Linked DNA regions of Mus musculus: regions 1 and 2 are each linked to region 3. The links are chromatin contacts, called in public HiChIP or PLAC-seq maps. All regions are on one chromosome and are shown on one strand. Each heading gives the region's core, a stretch centred on a gene start, on an enhancer-like site or on the middle of the called end of the contact. The rest is flanking DNA. Distances are from core to core; before and after follow the strand shown.

Evidence for each region. HiChIP or PLAC-seq counts read pairs in DNA pulled down with a chosen protein or histone mark.
Region 1: an H3K27ac HiChIP or PLAC-seq map of extraembryonic endoderm stem cells shows a contact between it and region 3, with 6 times the contacts expected there. The contact joins two enhancer-like sites.
Region 2: a FOXA1 HiChIP or PLAC-seq map of pancreatic cancer cells shows a contact between it and region 3. The contact joins two enhancer-like sites. A contact is called at or near these places in 3 of 115 datasets of contacts at active chromatin or transcription factors (embryonic stem cells, extraembryonic endoderm stem cells and pancreatic cancer cells).

Annotation. Positions count from the first base shown.
Region 1 is chr3:121,557,752-121,560,451 of GRCm38.p6, reverse strand. Gm40135 (a long non-coding RNA gene) reads right to left here. Exons shown (of 4, transcript XR_867598.2): 2 at 1,999-2,040; 3 at 1,317-1,573. Among named protein-coding and RNA genes, the nearest start is that of Gm40135, 14 kb to the right of the region's middle. Within about 2 kb of position 1,436, at least 44 of the 459 cell types and tissues checked have an H3K27ac peak or open chromatin away from gene starts, as enhancers often do. A contact at or near this core is called in extraembryonic endoderm stem cells, where this site is marked.
Region 2 is chr3:121,538,675-121,541,374 of GRCm38.p6, reverse strand. No RefSeq gene overlaps it. Among named protein-coding and RNA genes, the nearest start is that of Gm40135, 5.2 kb to the left of the region's middle. Within about 2 kb of position 1,419, at least 60 of the 459 cell types and tissues checked have an H3K27ac peak or open chromatin away from gene starts, as enhancers often do. A contact at or near this core is called in extraembryonic endoderm stem cells and pancreatic cancer cells, where this site is marked.
Region 3 is chr3:122,205,146-122,207,845 of GRCm38.p6, reverse strand. All of the region lies in intron 5 of Gm46822 (a long non-coding RNA gene), which reads left to right. Among named protein-coding and RNA genes, the nearest start is that of Gm40137, 5.0 kb to the left of the region's middle. Within about 2 kb of position 1,290, at least 44 of the 459 cell types and tissues checked have an H3K27ac peak or open chromatin away from gene starts, as enhancers often do. A contact at or near this core is called in extraembryonic endoderm stem cells and pancreatic cancer cells, where this site is marked.

The sequences.
Region 1 (2,700 bases), core at 187-2,686, 650 kb after region 3:
CAGATACTCCAAGGTGAGAAAGCTCACAACGGGCAGAGAAAGTAGTTTCACCTGGAACAAATGTCATCACGTACTCCTGCTGGTGATTAAGAATAGCCGGTAACCTGGAAGCAAGGCCCCACCCTAAGCAAACACTCTAATGTGGGTTCTCTGGTGTCAGTGTCCTGGTCGTCTTGGTTCTCCCAGGCACACACCTACTTTTGCTGCTTAGTTTGTTCTTGTCCTTCAGATTCACTTGGGAACGGGACTCTGGGGACCTGACCTCCCTCTGCTGTAGACACACTCTGGGTCCTTCTTACTCAAGCGTGGCAGCGGACGCATCCAATCAGCCTCCTCGAGTGTGTCCCATGAGCCTGACTCAATGTGGCAAAGGAAGGGTTGACAGAAGTTTTCAGGGCAGATGAAAAGTGACCGAAAGAGAACTTTGCTAGGAGTTGGAAAGGTAGAATCCTCCTTCCCATTAACTCCCAGGTGAGGGAAGGTCACGGACTGCCTCAGGCTGAGGGAGCAGCCGGGAGAATGCGCCAGCCACGCCCTTGGGAAAGAGAGCATTTCCCACTAGAGTATTTCTCCACTCAGAGACAGTAACCATCACTGATAAAACGTTTGTAATTTTTTCCCATTTGATCAGTGGGACACACGTGTCACTTAGTGTGCGGCATTGTTGCAATACGCCTGCTGCAATAAGGCCAGCTCCTCACTGGGAAAGTGCCCTCAGGGCCCCAGGCACCTTGTGAGCTTCACAAAGAGGTGAACAAAACAGATTTGGTTCCAGCAGTAGGGGACGTGGGTGTGGGAGGAGCTGAAATGAGTCCCCTAAGTGGTTGAGAAGAGGCTGTGATTAGGGCTCTCAAGGAAAAGTAGACCACAGAGGAATGTCTCTGCCTGAAGAGGCTGGGAAACCGCGCATGCTCAGACTTGGCTTTTCCCTCCCATTCCTCTGGATGGAGGGTTGGAGGTTGCCCCACAGAAATAAGGCCTGGGCCTTCCGGAAGTCCTTCTTTGCCCATCGTCAGAAGTGCAGGTGAGGCAGGGAGACGTGACAAGAGGCCTGTGACTGTGAGTCACAAGGAAGTCAACTCTGGGACCCAGCAAACAAGTAAGGCTGTCATTTGGACTGCAGAAAGGATTGTACAAACCCCCTCCAGCAAACAAAATCAATCACTTAAAAAGAAAAGGCTAGCCCTTCAGAGAATTCCTCCCTTCCCTTTGGAGTGGAAACTGGGATTCTTGGGCCTTAGGCTTGCTTGAGCACCTGCCTGCAGAGCGAATCCTGCTTTCATTCACTCTAAGGCCATCTTGGTTTTCCCAAGTACCTTATGAATCACTGGGTCCTTTGTTTGTGACACAAAGGCACAGAGATAGTGATGGGCGTTCGGAGCCTCCCTCTTCCTGTTCCGGAGGCTTCTCCACTTAATGCAAAGATCTGCAATCACATGCTTTGTGGCCACGATGAATAAGTCTTCTCTTTCAGCTTTTCACATCAGGCTGTCTGTTAACTGGTGTGCTGAGGATGGGCGGCGACCTCGGGTTGTTAGGGCTGGAGACCCAGGCTCTGAGCCTAACAGCTACACTAGCAAAGTAGTAAGACATCGATACTTAAGTTGTATTCACAAGAACCAAGGCTGTACCAGACCACAAACTGTGACCTAAACAGAGACTAACAGGGCGATGGGTCATCAAAGAAACAGTAGCCAAGTAAGTAGTTACTGTTAACTTAGCTGTGGTATTACAGCCAATGGCCCCAACAGGAAGGTGCCTGGTGCCAACTTGGGTACACAGCTGGCAAGCTGTAGTCTAATTTTATAATCTAGACATTATGCTGAGCAAATTAGAATTTTAAAATTAGTCTTTGGTGTTGTTTTAACCACAACCTATATGTTAAAACTTATTTTCAATTCAGGAGTTACATTTAGCACGTACAAAGGAAAGCCGAGACACAGGTATCAAAGCTCTAAGGAACTAAGTTTCTATCCCAACAAGGTAAGATATTCCTACCAGTCTCTGTAAGGGTGAATGACTGAAAGTTCAAAACAGCTCCTACAAAAAAAAAAAAATTATAATTACATAAAATTTACATGGGGCTGGTGAGATGGCTTAGTGGGTAGGGGTGCTTGCTGCCAAGCCTGGTGACATGAGTTCAGCCCCTGGAATCCCCATGATAGAAGGACACACCTACCTCCACTCGTTGTCCTATAATGTCCTCATTCGTGCAGTAATGTGCACATCTGTGCACAGGTGAGCACACACATACATACATGCAAATAACAAAAATTTAAATGTATATACATAAGAACTCTAGAAGGAAAACATTAAAATACAGCAGTAGTTATTTACATAATTACACTGATGATTTTACAATTTCCACATTTAAAATTTTATTTGATAGATGCCAATTAATTTGCAATAAACTTTTTAAAACATGTGTTAAAATATACGATAACCTTATTTTCTTTAGGGTATTATTCAGGCCTACAGCCTTATTCACTGTGGCCTCACTTTCTCTCCTTACATATATTTGAATGAAGGATTAGACAGAAAATTTGACCTATAATAAGACTAACGAATGAAATGTTTGGGTTGAGCTCAGATTTCCTAACCAAATACTACAATAAAAACATTTGGGCTTTCTTTGTTTAAGATTTTTTAATTTTAAAGATGTTTAATTGTTTTATTTTATTTAATCTGGATATTTTGACT
Region 2 (2,700 bases), core at 170-2,669, 670 kb after region 3:
GCTCTTTTAAGATTTATTTATTTAAATTATGTATGTGTGTACACTGTAACTGTACAGATGGTTGTGAGCCTTCATGTGGTTTTTGGAAATTAAATTTTACTCCGGTCAGCCCTGCTCGCTCCAAGCCCAAAGATTTTATTATTATACACAAGTACACTGTAGCTGACTTCAGACGCACCAGAAGAGGGCATCATATCACATTACGGGTGGTTGTGAGCCACCACGTGGTTTCTGGGATTTGAACTCAGGACCTTCAGAAGAGCAATCAGTGCTCTTAACCGTTGAGCCACCTCTCCAGCCCCACAATCTGAACTCTTGCCTGTGTGATGTACAGTATCTTTTCTATTTAAAGATTTATTTATTTATTAGATGGAAGTACACTGTAGCTGTCTTCAGACACCCTAGAAGAGGGCGTCAGATCTCATTACAGAGTGAGCCACCATGTGGTTGCTGGGATTTGAAGTCAGGACCTTCAGAAGAGCAATCAGTGCTCTTAACTGCTGAGTCATCTCTCCAGCCCGATGTACAGTATCATGAGGCCTCTGAATTTGCTCCCCAGGACTGTATCTTGTCCTCACTATCGCTCTAATACATTTGCTAACATAATATTCCCTTTCAAGTTTGATTATTTATACAACAAGTTGAGCCCAGCAGCAGAACAAATGATTAGGGTGCATAAAGCCGTGGGTTCAGACCCCAGCACTAAAATGAGAAAGAAGACAATGAGGTTTTGCCTAAACACACACGTAAGAGACAGTTTAAGATGCTGTTTTCCAAGGCTTCCACCCTACAAAATGCTCCATGAGATTCAGTTTGGAGCTGATTAACTGTATCTTAAAGCAGGCTCATCTTTCAGGGCTCAGCGGGGCCTCTCTCCCCATGACTTCTGTGATTACCTCTGTTTTCTCTCTCTCTCTCTCTCTCTCTCTCTCTCTCTCTCTCTCTCTCTCTCTCTCTGTCCTTTGCGCTTCCTCCTGGGTTTCTCTTTAGATCCCGTTGTCCCAGAGGAAAAACAAAAACAAGACAATCAAACAGAACACAAGATGCCTTGTATATCTAGTGTAGAAGAGAAATCGTGGCTCAGCTCTCATTAATCAACCGATTGGGTAGAGTTCACCAGCCGCTCACTTTGTCTTGTAAATAATTACTTAGAGTCTGAGGCCCATGAGCTCTGCTTGAAGTCTTCTGGCTCCATCTTCTGGATTAAATTGTAAGTATTTGGAGAAAGAACTGGGTGAAAGTCCACAGAGCAGGGTGGGACTTGAGGGAGTGAAATCAGGTGTCTGGGCTCAGGATTCCAGGAGCTCCTGACCCGTTCTCAATCACATCACCCCCATCCCCCACTCCCCCTACCCCCACCCCTGCCCAGCCGGCCTCAGGGAGACTGGCTGGGCCAGCTGCTGCCAATCTAGTGTTTTATCTGTGGGGTCATGACCTGCACTCTAGTGCTTCCTACTCTTCCCTGTCTAGACTTGCAGTCCACGGTCTGACATCAGTTCAGAGGCGCCCACCAAAGCCTCTGACAAGGGCCATTACAATAGCCAAGATGAGCTGAAAGCAAACAGATGAAAGCAGTAAAAATTAGAACTCACTCACCCGGAAAAGGCTGAAGGTGGATGAGCTCTTATTCTAACATCTTTGTACACAATACTAAGGCAGAAAAACTCTTCTGATTCTGTGCCGTTTATATTTAGCGGATACTTCAATATCTTGATCTTTTTTAAATGTATAGCAACAGGCTTTTATGAAGAAAGTCCATTTGCACTGTAGACTCCGTTCTAAGTTAACTTGCCCTTAGGCAAGGGCATGGCCCCTGCCCTTGAGGTCTGAGAAAAATCACAAAATGTCCCTGGAAGTAACAAAATAGACATAGTAGCTGCTGCTAGCTGATAACAACAGAGTGGGCTAAGAAAACCTAAGTCTTTCCTAGGTCAAGGTGCTCCGGTTTTGATGTACGCTCCCTCCTTATGGTTTAACCAGGTGCTGTAAACCAATTAGTTTAAAGACCTTCCACGGACCGGGCTCAATCGGCCCCCCTCAATTCGTGGGGAGTCAGGGGTTCCGGCAGGTGGACATAGAGTCGGCGAGAATGGGGTGACAAACAGACATGACACGAGAGAGTGTGTTGGATCTGAATGTAATGTCAAATTGAGCATCAAACTTTTTATACAGTAGAAAATAGGGAAGTTCGGTGACACATCGGCAAGGTACAATGAGATTACTGGATGCTTAATGACTATCACACAAAACAGGAATGCAAACACAAAGACTGGCAGGAACTGGGCAATAAAACAACTGAGACAAGGTCAGCTCTATCTAAGGTCAGCTATATTCTAGGAAGCCAGGTGTGAGGTCTTTACACTCCCAGGGCAAGGGCTTTCATGCCCAAGTCATGGCTCTAATTAGGGAGTTCCGTTCTAGCTAACCTTCTCATGAATAATGCAATACTTTAAAACCACAGCTTGATCTAATTCCTAAACCATTGTAAATTCCTGTATATGGGAGTGACTTGGCTTTTATTCTAAGTGATTGTGTGTGGGGACTTTCTACTAATAAGTAATGTAGTCTGCCATACATAACTATAATAAGAATTCTAAACTTGGGGCTGGTGAGGTGGCTCAGCGGTTAAGAGCACTGACTACTCTTCCAAAGGTCCCGAGTTCAAATCCCAGCAACCACAGTAACCATCCATAACGAGAT
Region 3 (2,700 bases), core at 41-2,540:
CCCTTCCCATGGCCCCTTTCCATCCTTCTCCTTGACTTATTGAACTTCACAAAATAACCCCGCCACTCACTGATCTCTCTGTGGGAAAATGCCTTTGTGATCTGTGCAAACTCAGTCTCTGGCATTAGGCCATGGGACTTGGGACCTCTGCTTCTGCCAATTTGCTTTTACTTGTTTATTTTATTTTATTTTATTTTATTTTATTTTATTTTATTTTATTTGTTGTTTGTTTTGGGGAGTTTGGTTTTTTGTTTTTTGTTTTTTGTTTTTTTGGTTGTTTTTTGGGAGTGTTTGTTTTGTTTTGTTTTGTTTTTGTTTGTCTGTTTGGTTGGTTTGGTTTTAGAGACATGATTTTTCTATATGGCCCTGGTTGTCATGGAACTCACTCTTTAGACTACAATGGCCTCAAACTCAGAAATCCGCCTGCCTCTGCCTCCTGAGTGCTGGGATTATAGGCGTGTGCCATCACGCCCAGCTTCAATTTATTTTTATTACCTAATGTTTCTGAGCTATAAGTTTCCCATATGTCACAGACATATGCCACAAATAGCGATTTTACGGTGTGGGGTAACAGAAGAAATGTATGTGGGGCTGGAGAGATGGCTCAGCAGTTAAGAGCACTGGCTGCGTGCTCTTCCAGAGGTCCTGAGTTCAATTCCCAGTAACCACATGGTGGCTCACAACCATCTGTAATGATATCTGATGCCCTCTTCTGGTGTGTCTGAAGACAGCTACAGTGTACTCATATACATTAAATAAATACATCTTTAAAAAAAAAAAAAAGAAATGTATGGCAGTGGGCATGGGGTAGACACAGTGGCAGACACACCCAGACCCTCCTGGGCCAGTCCATATGTCAGGGCTCCAGGAGCCTACCTATGCCTCTGAGTCTCTGTGCTATTCCCATGGTGACCCTGGATGGAGCTGAGAGTGGCCTTGCTATGCACTCTGTAGAGCAGACACAGTTACAATGATGTTGGACAGAGACTGGAGTTACTAATCTAGTCTTTGTGTCTGCTGGCGATAAGGAAGATTCTTTGTGGGCTATGGAATAGAATGTGCCAGAGCAGCATAATCACTGGCTTATTTATTAACCAAGCCAGGGAAACTTTATCCGAGGACCCTAACTTAACATTTGGGTCGTTAATCTTCACTTACCCAGACACCAGCTCCATCTAGAAACTTTAGGTTTTTCTAAACACAAAAAACTGAAGCCAATCCAAACAGAACAACAAAGTTCATTGGCCCCAGTGCTGGCCTGGACAACTGAGGACCTGCCTTTCATTCCAGATGCCACCCTTTGTCACATGCCTGGACGCTGCTCCCAGCCTCCTGATATTCCTGCCCTCAGCCCTAGGCTACAGGGATTTTTTTTTTAAATGAGATTAAAGTGTAACTATTGCAACCGGCTATGAGTAAGCAACAGCTTGCCAAGGCAGAGAGCTCCTGCCAACTCACCCCAGGGCCTGGGATGAGCTTTGCCGGATCGATAAGCTGGTGCATTCAGCTGGAAGGAGACCATAAGGTTGTCCGTGGGGGAAGTTGAGCTTTGTGCTGCCTGTGTGATCAGGGGATTGGGGCCGTCTTTGAAGAGGGTTCTGTGTTACCTTTTTTACCATTGAGTTCTTCATTGTCTAGTCAAAGGCAGCGAGAACTCTGAGGTGGTGGGTAAAGAGTGCCATGAAAAGACCCGAATCCTGTCTGTGTGACCAGGATCTGGTCTTCCTACAAACTGGTGAGGAAGGTACGTGAGGGAATTCTTTTGAAAGTAGATGCTCGTATTCTCAGGCAAGAACCTCAAGATACTGGGGTGGGGAGCAGTATGCATTCAAGAAGAAAATGAGTGGCAGAGGTAATAGAAGCAGACAGGAGATGCCGACACATGCCCTCTTCATGCTTCGCTGAGAGACGTTGGAGCTAATAAACATGCTTGCTTTCACAGGGACTCGGGCTCTAGGCTACTGACATATCCCAGTACCATGGGGCTGGGAATTAGAAGACAATGGCCCAAGTAAGGCCCAAACTTTGGCCAATGGATTCATGGTTCCTTCATGTCAGAAGAAAGTGGTTCCTACCCAGTTTAGAATTGCTTGGTTATAAAAAGTGGGGACTTTTGTGAACTTTTGCCCTGTAATGCAGGATATTTACATATATGTTTGTATGTATGTATGTATGTATGTATGTATGTATATGTATCTATATATACATACATATACATATATATATACACACATACACACACACACACACAATTTGTATACACAGTGTCTATGAAGGCATGAAAAGGACATTGGGTCTCCAGGAACTGGAGTTGCAAGCAGTGTGAGCTGCCTATTATGGGTGCTGGGAACCAAAGTCCTTAGGAGAGCAACAAACGCTCCTAACCGTGGAACCATCCTTCCAGATTCATCCACTTGCTTTCTAAACACTTGAAAAAATTCCTTTTTATACTTATGCTCAGAAGGAATTGTTGGGGTTTGTCTTGTGTGTTGTGTATTCGGAAGCTGAGTTTTGTGCCCCTCTCCAAATTGCAATCTGATCTTGGAGCACTGTATCACCTACGTACTGTGATGCTCCCCAGTAATCCCGATTGGTCAGTAAATGGCTGGGGCTTGTGACTGGGCGGAAAGGAAAGGAAAGAGAAACTTACAATCAAGAGCGAGGTCTTGAGAGAGGTCACCCAGGAGGAGAGAGAAGATG